4 separate regions of the Mus musculus genome follow, and all the other regions are linked to region 2. Evidence: chromatin contacts called from public HiChIP or PLAC-seq data. All regions are on one chromosome and are shown on one strand. Each heading gives the region's core, a stretch centred on a gene start, on an enhancer-like site or on the middle of the called end of the contact. The rest is flanking DNA. Distances are from core to core; before and after follow the strand shown.

What was found. HiChIP or PLAC-seq counts read pairs in DNA pulled down with a chosen protein or histone mark.
Region 1: a contact with region 2 is called in an H3K27ac HiChIP or PLAC-seq map of embryonic stem cells, with 6 read pairs. The contact joins two enhancer-like sites. A contact is called at or near these places in 1 of 15 datasets of contacts at CTCF or cohesin (the NIH/3T3 cell line), 1 of 484 Hi-C or Micro-C datasets (liver), 2 of 115 datasets of contacts at active chromatin or transcription factors (embryonic stem cells and large pre-B cells) and 1 of 9 other capture datasets (embryonic stem cells).
Region 3: an H3K27ac HiChIP or PLAC-seq map of embryonic stem cells shows a contact between it and region 2, with 21 read pairs. The contact joins two enhancer-like sites. A contact is called at or near these places in 4 of 15 datasets of contacts at CTCF or cohesin (CD8 T cells, embryonic stem cells, large pre-B cells and 1 more), 17 of 484 Hi-C or Micro-C datasets (B cells, CD4 T cells, Th1 cells and 6 more), 19 of 115 datasets of contacts at active chromatin or transcription factors (CD8 T cells, embryonic hindbrain, embryonic stem cells and 7 more) and 1 of 9 other capture datasets (embryonic stem cells).
Region 4: an H3K27ac HiChIP or PLAC-seq map of embryonic stem cells shows a contact between it and region 2, with 15 read pairs. The contact joins two enhancer-like sites. A contact is called at or near these places in 11 of 484 Hi-C or Micro-C datasets (embryonic stem cells, liver and trophoblast stem cells) and 7 of 115 datasets of contacts at active chromatin or transcription factors (all in embryonic stem cells).

The regions. Positions count from the first base shown.
Region 1 is chr6:37,620,455-37,623,154 of GRCm38.p6, forward strand. No RefSeq gene overlaps it. Among named protein-coding and RNA genes, the nearest start is that of Gm33429, 90 kb to the left of the region's middle. Within about 2 kb of position 1,372, at least 34 of the 459 cell types and tissues checked have an H3K27ac peak or open chromatin away from gene starts, as enhancers often do. A contact at or near this core is called in embryonic stem cells, where this site is marked.
Region 2 is chr6:37,824,670-37,827,369 of GRCm38.p6, forward strand. No RefSeq gene overlaps it. Among named protein-coding and RNA genes, the nearest start is that of Trim24, 45 kb to the right of the region's middle. Within about 2 kb of position 1,297, at least 11 of the 459 cell types and tissues checked have an H3K27ac peak or open chromatin away from gene starts, as enhancers often do. A contact at or near this core is called in embryonic stem cells and trophoblast stem cells, where this site is marked.
Region 3 is chr6:37,591,163-37,593,862 of GRCm38.p6, forward strand. No RefSeq gene overlaps it. Among named protein-coding and RNA genes, the nearest start is that of Gm33429, 61 kb to the left of the region's middle. Within about 2 kb of position 1,404, at least 120 of the 459 cell types and tissues checked have an H3K27ac peak or open chromatin away from gene starts, as enhancers often do. A contact at or near this core is called in embryonic stem cells and trophoblast stem cells, where this site is marked.
Region 4 is chr6:37,687,624-37,690,323 of GRCm38.p6, forward strand. No RefSeq gene overlaps it. Among named protein-coding and RNA genes, the nearest start is that of Gm38791, 26 kb to the right of the region's middle. Within about 2 kb of position 1,383, at least 16 of the 459 cell types and tissues checked have an H3K27ac peak or open chromatin away from gene starts, as enhancers often do. A contact at or near this core is called in embryonic stem cells, where this site is marked.

The DNA of each region.
Region 1 (2,700 bases), core at 122-2,621, 200 kb before region 2:
GCTTTCTCCCTATGTTCCTTGTATATTTCATCCCGTGTTGGCTCCTTCCTCCCCAAGCCAGCAATGGTATCTTACTGCATTCTTAAGCATGCCTATCTTCATAGGATGGGAGGATGAGAGGAAGGCGTGTGACCTGTAGGCACATCTGCGGGGAGCTGGTGACATTACAGTCATAATCTGAAGCCCCTCCTGGGCCTCTCAGTGTAGAGTCTGGAGATGTGGAGAGGAGCAGGATCTGAAAGCAGAATCACACATTGCAGGAAGAGCTCAAGTTTAAGGGCTGCCTGGACTAGAGAGTGAGTTCAAGCTCAACTTGGCCAACTTAATGAGACTCCTCTGCTTCAAAACAAAAAGAGAGCCGTAGATACAGCCCAGTGGTAGAGCACAAAGCTGAGTTGGCTTATGTGGGGAAGTCCCAGGCCAAGAAGAGATCCCGTCTCAAATAAAAGATAGAAGGTGACTGGTGACCCACACATGAAGTTGTTCTCTCATCTCCACATGTGTGCCATGCTTCCGTATTACCTCTATGCATGAATGTGCATACACACATAAACATAGATACAGAGAGAGAGAGAGAGAGAAGGAATAAGGAAAAATACTTGCATAGCAAGCATAAGGACCTAGATTCTTTACCTCAGCACTAGAATTAAAAACCCACCACATTTCACTCAAGTCTTCTGTCAGGAAGGAACCCCAGAACATCTAGACCAGAGATTTCACGTCAGTAACCAACCCTGGGCAATGGCTCTTTTCCATCGCTTAATAGCTCCATGAACAGCTGTTCATGTTGAAAGCCATACAAGGGCTTCCACATGTGAGACGACACCATTCCATCACAGGCGTTATCAAGACATCTAATTTTCCTCATGTTTTTGTTTATAATTTTATTGACCCTAAAATGGATTTTATGACAGTATTTTTGGCAGATGGCACTAAAATGTCTTATGTTGATAAAATCAGTTATTATAGTGTTTCTAGAAAAATGAAAATGAATGATCAATGTCTAACTGGTTCAGTGTGTCTTTCTACTTCAGTGTGAACAGGCGGATTAAGTATAATAATAGAAAGATCATAGTGGTCTGAAGTCAGCTAATGCAGCCTGTCACTCCACACCAGATGCTTTGCCCACGACTATGCTGATTAGGGAGAATCATACAATTTAAATCAAAACCCCCTCTGGCTAAACTTGACATTTCCAGTGAGAGGTGGAACTCGTAGTCTTGTTAGTGAAAGAATTTAAGAACGACTAAAAAGGAGGCTGGAGGGCAATCTTAATGGCGCTTAAAAAACACACTGCAAGGCAGACAAACAAAATCGCCAGCTGTCCAGATGAGGGAGATCCAAGAGAGAAAGCAATGCACAGTGAGCAAAACATGGACGGCAGCCACAGGGCATAAACCAGGATAATCAGCTGCACAGCAAAGGGTGTGGCAGGGATGGGGGTGGGGAGAGGGGGAGGGGTGGGGGTGGGGGTGGGGTAACTTCAGAGAAACAGTACAGAAGCTAAGAATGTTGGAAAGGAAAGCTTAGAACAAGGATCATCAAATGTCCTTTGTTGAGGGGAAGTCAAGGCAGGAGACTTGGGTCTCTCTCTCTCTCTCTCTCTCTCTCTCTCTCTCTCTCTCTCTCTGTGTGTGTGTGTTTGTGTGTGTGTGTGTGATGTATGGAGATAGTGCATGAGCATGGCACATGTGTAGAGGTCAGAAAACAACTTCATGTGTGGGTCGCCAGCTACTCACATTACTTCTATAGTCAAGAGAAGAGAGAAATATGCACATGCCTGTCTGTTAGTGCTCGGTGGCTCTCTATACTTATGCTACCGGAAAACCACTCTTAGGGAGTGGGGTGGGCCTAGCCACATCAGTTATTATAATCAAGATAGACAATGCCGTAGGCCAATTTGCTCTGGGCAATTCCTCTCTGAGCCTTTCTTCCCAGGCCACTCTAAAGCATATAAAGTTAATAATACAAACTACTCATCAGACCAGTCATCCCACAAACATCCTTGTTTTGGTCCAGAATCCAGTCCAGGGTCCTAACATTGACTTTAATCCTATCTTCCTAGTTCCTTTGCAGTCTGGGACAGCATGGATTTTTGGGTTGTCTCTCATTCTCCCTCTCTCTCTCTCTCTCTCTCTCTCTCTCTCTCTCTCTCTCTCTCTCACATGCCTTTAGTAACTTTGAAGAACATTGGTGAGTTATTTGATGAGTGTTTTACAATTTGATAGTGTGATATCTTAAAAAGTATGTGTTTATCTTTGCCCAGAGTTCCTGGAGTTGAGCTCTTGGAATATGTGGAATTTCCTGAGTGCTGGGAATGTTTCTATGATACTAATGAGGTTACTGTTAGTTAGATTCAGCTAACTCCAGGATCAGAACTGGGTAAAGATAAACAAAACCAGCTATGTGATTAGAGTCCCAGCTCCCAGCCTCTAAGAAATGGAGACTGAAGATAATCCTCAATGGGCAAAGAGCATCACCTATGCCTATTGCAACCCCTGTAAAAGCATTGACTAGTGAGGCTTTGGATCGGTGAGCTAGATGTGGGCTCACAGGGTGAAACACACAAAGACTTAGAAAAGCTGGTTACACTCTGTCCCTGCCTCTTGCTCCATGTGTGTCTTCCATTGTGGCTTTAGTAATAAGACTGACATTATAAGTATAGAGCATTCCTGAGTCTGATGAGTCACTGCAAAGAAT
Region 2 (2,700 bases), core at 47-2,546:
CTTCAATCATTCATTGGACTATTGGACATTTGTATGTGTCCTTTTGAGTACTGTCTATTCATCTCATTAGCTTGTTTATTGGTTAGATGACTTGGGGGATGAGGGTTGATGCTTAGTGTGTGTGTGTGTTTATGTATTTTAGATATAACTCTGGGGGGGGGGGGGTCTAGACAATGGTTGGCAATAATTATTTTCCCATCTGCTACATCCACTCTAGTAGTGACACACGTGACAGGCCCAAAAACCTGGATGTAGTCCTGAGGCAAAAAGTTCACAGAAACTTAGTCTCCTAGAACCATGGCATCCTGTATAACGAATGCTCCAATAATGTCCTTGCTTTAGTCGTTGAACGGATCTGCTTGCCCTCAGTATTGTTTTACTATAGGTGTCTCCAAGCAATGACTTGCCAAATACCTAAGCAAAATTGAACTTTGCTTCCTGGCCTTCACCAATGTCCGAAGTAATCCTTGAGCTGACCATGAGCTTTGAATTCAGTAAGAATGTTGCCTATTCGGTGACATTCAGAATTGCCTCTAGTATCGTAAGAGAGACAGTGAAAGAAATCAGGCATTACTATCTACTACATATAGTTAGAAATCTCAGGGCAAGCTTAGCAACATAAGTTTAGAATTCTTATTATAATTATGTATGGTAGACTACATTACTTATTAGTAGAAAGTCCCTTAGAATAATAGCTACCACTTAGAATAATAGCTGAGCTACTCCCATATGCAAGAATTTACAATGACCTAGGAAGAAGGAAGGTTGTGGTCTAAGAAGGAATTGGAGTAAATACTTAGAACTATAGATAGCTGAGTTACACCCACACACAGGAATTTGCAATGGCCTAGGGGGAAGGTAGACTATACAATAGACTAGAATTAGAACTAAGGCAAGGGCACGAAGCCCTTGCCCCTGGCTTCTAAGATTAAGCTGACCTTAGGTGGAACTGCTTTTGATCCCAGTTGTTAACACTGATTTTATCCCAGTTGGTTCCTGTTAGCTTTTAAGTACACATTCCTCTGTTTTGTTGTCAAAGTAATTTTGCATCAGATAACTTCAATGTACCTTGAATGGCCTTAATGTATCACTTAATTTCTTTTATATTATAAAAGACTGATGCTCACTTTGACAAAAATACATTCAGATACCACACTCCCTTTGGTCTGTATTTTTTTGTCATCCGTGCCAACTCCTTGCTGGTCTGTAACCACCGAACCCAAGTTTTGCCTGTGGATTGAGGACCCAAGTGAGGTCTGTGTGCAGCACCCATTCTGTAGGCAGTCTCTTCATTATGGTGATTGCTTCCTCTGTTATTCAGAAGGTTCTACTTGTCAATCTAGGACAGCGTCCAGTGCTGTTGGAGTCCTTTTCAGAAAGTTCTGCCTGTGTCTCGAGCGCTTTCCCTGAATCTGCCTTCAGCCGTTTCAGTTTCAGGTCAATGTTGGATCCACGATGAACTGATTTTTGTGCGGGATGAGAGATACAGGTCAAATTTCAATTTTCAGCATGTATGAATCCGGTTTTGCCAGGACTATCCATTCTCTTTCTTTAAAGAGGCTATCTTCTCCAACGTATTTTTTAAAACAGCTTTGTCAGAAATTAGGTTGCTATTAACAGTATGGTTTCATCTCTGGCTCCTCTATTCTATGTCACTAGTTTTTATGTCTGTTTTGTCCGTCTTTGTTACTGTGTCTGTATAATATAATTTGAGATCTGATATTGCTATGCCTGCCATTGTTCTTTATGCTAAGGATTGCTTTGTCTATAGGGCCTTTTGTGCTCTCAAATACATTTTACGATTTCTTTTTCTATTTCTGTGAAGAATATAATAGTTCCATTGAATAAATCCTCCTCTAGAATGCTGTTATCTCATTACGAGTCTCTACTGGTTATCTCAGATCCTTGCCTCCCATGCATTCTTATGTTTCATCTCTTAATCATTTTGCAAAGTTCTTGGATGTTGTGGGTCATCCTCATCCCAACAATCTTGTCATTAGGAACGAGGTCACCTTGCCTGCAGCCACATCATCACCAGCTTGTCATGCAACACATTACCGCTGTCGCCACAAATTGAGTACCCATTATAAAGGCCCCTGCCATAATGTCCCACCCTCTGTCTCTGTCTCTTTGTCTCTCTCCCTCCCTCACAACCCTTCTCTCACTCCTGCTCAAAGGTGGCCTTCCTCTACCCCCAACAAATCTCTCACATAATATCTGTAATATCTGTTCCATAATGTGACTCTGAGGCATTCCTTGGGTCCAACCTGCCAAGGTACTCTTCCACGGCAACACCCTAATGCTTGTAGATATCCCTAGTTTTTTCTTCTGCTTGGCGAGTCTGTTGGTGATGGTTCTGTTGTTTTTTGTATTTGATTTGTTGAGCTTTTTATTTCCAGAATTTCTACTTTACCCCCCAAAATCTTCATTTTCTCATTGTCTTTTTCTTTCCCACCACTGACATTTCCATTCGCATCTCTAATTTCCCTATTTATTTTGCCAGCAGCTTTTTCTTCTGTTGCTGATTCTTCTCTCTGGGTAGTGGATAAATTCCTCTGCTTGTTTCTATCTTTGTGCTCATTGATTTGGGTCAACTTGACACAAATCTAGACATATTTGGGAAAAGAGAATCTTAATTGAGAAAATGCCTCCATTGGCAAGTCTGTGAGGTAGTTTCTTGATTAATGATTAGTGGGGGGG
Region 3 (2,700 bases), core at 154-2,653, 230 kb before region 2:
AAAGAAAATCTTTTGCAAAGAAATCTGTAAATAAGAGATTCCTGATGAAACTGTTCTTATCTGGGATCCTTGAGGAATGCTAGCATTACATAAGCATGTGGGAAGAGAGAAATGTCACACATGATATGATGCAAAACTCAATTTCCTATTACTCCATTAAAAAAAAATCTAGTAGGAGGACCATGGTATATTTGTATATAATTCATTGACAAAGCTGATTTAATAATCATGTGTTTTTCACACATGTTAGTATTTTATAAGTCCTACCCCCGACCCCTAGTTCCGGCCCTGATCCACCCTGTCCCAGCCCCAGCACCAGGTCCCACCCCTGTCCCAGCCCCAGGCCCCTTCACCTTGCTTTAATCTTCTGCATAAGCAGAAAAGGAGGAAGGAGAGGAAGGGAAGAAGAAATTGAGTTTGGTAATCCTCGACCAGGATGCCAGCCGTTCTGAGGCGATATTATCAGTCGCATTATCGGTTCTAGAAAAAGCATGCTCAGTAACATGAAAACATGCTCAAATTATATAAGCATGTGCAAATTGTTATGATACTGAGCAAGATCGTGGATAGATATATCCAGTGATTCACAAGCAAAACCTCCGTTGTTTCTCAATTTGGGGAATGATATTCTCCAAAATGTTTATTTGTTTCCAGTCTTTTTTGCTCCATTGTTGCTTTTAATAACATTTTTAGGCCAGCAATTTACTTAAAGAGAAGAAAGAACTGAGTGCACAGAACTGTCCTCTGACCTAAGGACATAAATGTGTCTACTGAAGTATTTTATCATGAGTATAACGACAACCCCAGTACACAAATTCCTTCATTTGCTCGTGGCAGTTTCTTAGAGTTTTTCTCTTCTCTTTCTCCACTCTAACTGGAGGAACACCACTATTTCCATCATCGCTGACCAGAAGGCTCCTCATCTGACTTTAAAAGTCTGAAAGACTGAGTGTTGGAAAAGAATAATCTCAATGTTGCAGGAAGGATCACATGAATAGTGAGGAAGTAACTCCAAGGCGATTTCCTTTTGCAAAGAGAGTGCATCACATCCCGAACAGGGCCAGCACGGGAGCCTGATGGTCATCCCTAGAGAAAGGCGGCAGCGACAGTTGGTTATTTCTCTTCGATTGGGCGGTCAACCTCGCAGACTAGTTCTGATTGGCTAATTTGGAAAGCTGCAGGAAGGAAGCAAAGGAAAGAAGAGAGGGACGGGCTACTGTCCAATCCATCCGTTCCAGGGATTTAGCAGGTCTTGTGCATAAACAAAAGTTTTACCAGGTAGAGTTTGAATCCCTTCACACATACATTTTTACAAGGTAAGAGAGGTTTTGTAGAATACTGGTGCTTGGCAGGCTAGCTGCCTTTGATGGGGGAAGGGAGGATTTCTCAAGAGCAAAGGTCAGGGGAGGCCACTAGGGGAGCCCAAGTCTATCTTTGTTTTAGCTCGGGCACTGTGAATAACAAACGCCCTCTTCTCAAAAGGAGGCAGAATATGGGAAAAGATCCTTCTCAAGTCTGATTTCTCATAATCTCCGAAAGGAAAGCCTTCTACATCCTGCTTGCTAAGCCTCCCATAAGGAAAAATTACTATTCATTTGCCTACGCTCACACATTCACACAGTTTCCTCTGGATTCTAATCTTCTCGTAATGGAGAACAAAGGTCTTCACAGTACTACTAGGCTTTGCCCTCTAGTTCAGGTTTAGAAACCGCTGGGCTCTCTTGCCTCTGGGCGAGCCTGTCTACTGCATTTCACAGAGGAGGAAGAAACGAAAAGCAGAGGAAAGACTGTATAGCCCTAAGCTTTTTTTCTTCACTTCTGTACGATCTGCCTAGGAATCCCCAAAGCAAGTAGAAGATAAATAAGCCCTGGTCTATTCTTCCTTTGTTTGAGATTTAACTCTCAAGGAGATTTCCTTCAAGGATTGGATTTGAGGAGGCCTTTTCACTTTGTATAGATGATTTGAGCAGATCATTTGCATCTATAAAGGGACGGAGGAAACCCTGAATGGTGGCCACTTCTATAGAAGAAACAGTGAAGGAGCTTCGTGAATTTATTCTACCCTGCGCATGGGAAAAGCACAGAGTAGAGTTTTCAGGGCCCAAATATCATCCCTAAATAGCTATAGCTCTCTTTGCAATCGCTTCACGTCACCAGTTTCAAAGCTACAATCCCCGGAAAACAAAAATTCCAGATAGTCTTAGTCATATTCTCTCTCTCTCTCTCTCTCTCTCTCTCTCTCTCTCTCTTCGTGTGTGTGTGTGTGTGTGTGTGTGTGTGTGTGTGTGTGTGATCCAGTATTAAATACAATATTAACCCAGTGTAACCAGCAAGTCAAGAAAAATGATAACTACAAACTGAAAACCTTGGAGCCTCTTCTATCAACAGATTTCTTTCACAAATCAGATACTGCTCAAGCTATATGTTCTCATTTGTTCTCAGTTAAGTGATGCTCCCCTTATTAAAGCCAAGTAGACTTTCCTAAGAGAAATAACAAAATAAAATGCAGAGCAACTGAACAACAACAACAAAAAAAAATGATTACAATTAAGGAGATAATAAAGAGGAAAAGAAGAGCAGACATAAATCACAACAAATGGAACAGAGGCAAGATCCAAGTTATAATACCATACAGGTCTATTTATGATTTATATATCATGGGCTAGGAGGATTTTTTTTTTTCACTGTGGAGGAGGGGCT
Region 4 (2,700 bases), core at 133-2,632, 140 kb before region 2:
ATAGTGATGCTTGGCTTCAAACAAACGCTGGCAATTTGTTCTAATCTTCTGGTTCCTTCTTAGTCTCTGGCTTCAACAGCCCCTGCTGCACAAACTACATGGACTCAACTCCACTTCCCTGATTCAATCCAACTAAACTAAACTAAACTGCACTCATTGATATGACTCTGACTCTGACTCCAATTCCGACTGCTCTTAAATAGCATCTCTTCTGGTATGTTCCTGAAAGTTGGGTGTGTCCTATCTCTGACTCATTCTGTCAAATCTTTCTCTGATTTATCACATTGTCTGCCCCTCAGTTAGATATCACTTTCAAACTTAACTGCTTCCTTCTATAACCTAACTTTATTTGTTATTTGGGATTAAAGGGGTGACAGAGGAGCCATGTTGCTGAATTAAACTTCCTCTAGACTCAGGAAATGGAAAATGTTGGGACACCCATGATGAAAGATCTCAATGTGGTCAATGAGGGAGAGTTCTTCTGTCCAAAATGGATATGCATAGACATTGTTACCTATTCAGGGGCGCCTACTGATTCTGCCTTCCTGTCTGTAAGTAGGAGACCTATTAGGGATTGTTCAAACACTAGTAACTGTATATGCCTACAGGTAAACAGTCCCCTATATTATGGTTGGGTCATTGGCTCCACCTGGGAATAGAATTATATACAACTGGGCATGACTGAGGGGCCTTGTTTATTTTCCACAGCAGACAATACCATACCCCACAGTATACTATTGGATGGAAATCCCCATTGAATAAACCTTTATTCTTCTTTTCCCCTCCCCTGACTCAAAAACAGCCTAAAGCCCCTGAAACTGCAGGTCTACATTCATCAACACTTGGAATTGTGATAATTAACTCTACCCTTATGGGGACCCCTGAAACACCTGAAGTTTTTGCTAGGCTCCAAGGAATGCACCACCTCCTAAATTAAATCTGGCCTGAACTGGCTCAAGATTTCTGGATCTATTTTAAGGTCTCTTCTTACTGCATCAGGTTGGGAGCAGAGATTCTGATAAGTATGGCCACCAACTGGCTTGTCTGTTCACTTTCTGAAACCACTATTTTGTTGGGAGTCGTGACTGGAAATATTCCATGCCTTATCACTGCAAATTTCCCCCTTGCTAAATCCCCTTCTTCTTGAAATGCTAGACTTATTGTAGCTGTCCAGCAGCCATGAATGAACTGGGTACCTGAAAAGGAGGCTGGAAATGGGAAAAGGACTGGGGTCGGGGGTGGGGTGAGAAAAGGATGAAGCCAAGACAAAGGCTTGATCAAGGCTCAAAGTTTAGTATTTAGCACTGTATTTATATAGGGAGAGCCCACAGACCTATCCTTTGTTTCTGCTGGATTAAGTTGCAAAGCAAGCTCAGCAGGCAGTCTGCTCCTATAGGAAATTGCAGGCTGGGAGGACTCTACCTGGGTCAGCAGAAGACTGTGGCAGACACTTAAGATCTATTTAGCCTGCTCAAAGCTGGGGTGGGGGAAGGGCACAACTTATTGTTCTTTGATCAGAAGAACCTTAGTTCAGTCCCAGGGAACTTGGTTTGCCTCCACTACTGGTTTCATCTGATGTATGGCCTCAGAACATCTGTATAATAATCTAATTTTTTGAGTGGTTGTACATGTTCTTCCCCAAGTGTATGCATATTTGGGACCAGAAGGGGCCCATCTTTTATTTTCCTTTGGACTGCCCTACTCCTCCACCTGGTAGGGATGAGGTAGCAGGAACCACTGCCTTAATAAGTACTACAACCCTAACCAGAGGGAAAGAGGGCCTAAAACAGATGAGTCAGCAGGTAGATACAAACATCAGACATCTTCCATTCTCTGTCAGTTCCCTCCATTCCTAGGTAGAGTCGCTGGCAGAAATAATTCTTACTTAGTGTTCATGTTCCAGAGAAAACTTTGTGTGATGGTAGGTAAGTTTGCTGCATTCATGCTAACAAATGAGGAGTTTTCAAAGAGACCTTACAAAAGGTTAGGGATAATCTTGAAGAAAGACAATAGGAGCATGAGTCGAATAAGTTTGGTACTGATGGAAGAAAAGCTTGAAGCAGTAGAATTGGCACTATAAAAGATTTACCAGCAAGCTTGCTTAGAGAACATTAAGTTATACAAAGTGGAATTTAGCTAAGGAGCACTGCCTCCAGTGTGACTGTAAGTTAAGAAGTGTCCTAACCAGACTTCTTAGAGACTGTGACAAAGAAATCTCTCTACCATACTGATGCTGAGAAAGTTTCTGCTAATGTTTACTCATCAAGTGCCACAAAGAGGCTCCATTCCCATAAGAAAGGAAATAACCCTGGTTTACAACTGGCCATTAGACTCATCCCCATATCAAAGAACAGACCTCTAAGGGGCAGTTCAAAGGGGACAGCTCAGGGGTCTGCCATTAAGTCCCACCCCCCTCCCCCCTGCTCTTATCAATAAAACCATAATTCAGCCAGGTGGACAAGGTGACCAAGGGTAACAATTATGTTATTAAAAAAAACACACACAGTGTAAGAAATTATTATTATTTAATAATAAGAATAATTATGGCAAGATTTTGGTGTATAAATCTACCATCTGCCCAAGTGACCAGACTTGTAGTCTCCTGGCTGTTTACATTGTTCAAAGGGTTAACTTGGGGTGTAGGACCTAAAACAGATCTAAAGATGGCAGTGTATGTGAAATGAATCAGGTCAAGGAGTA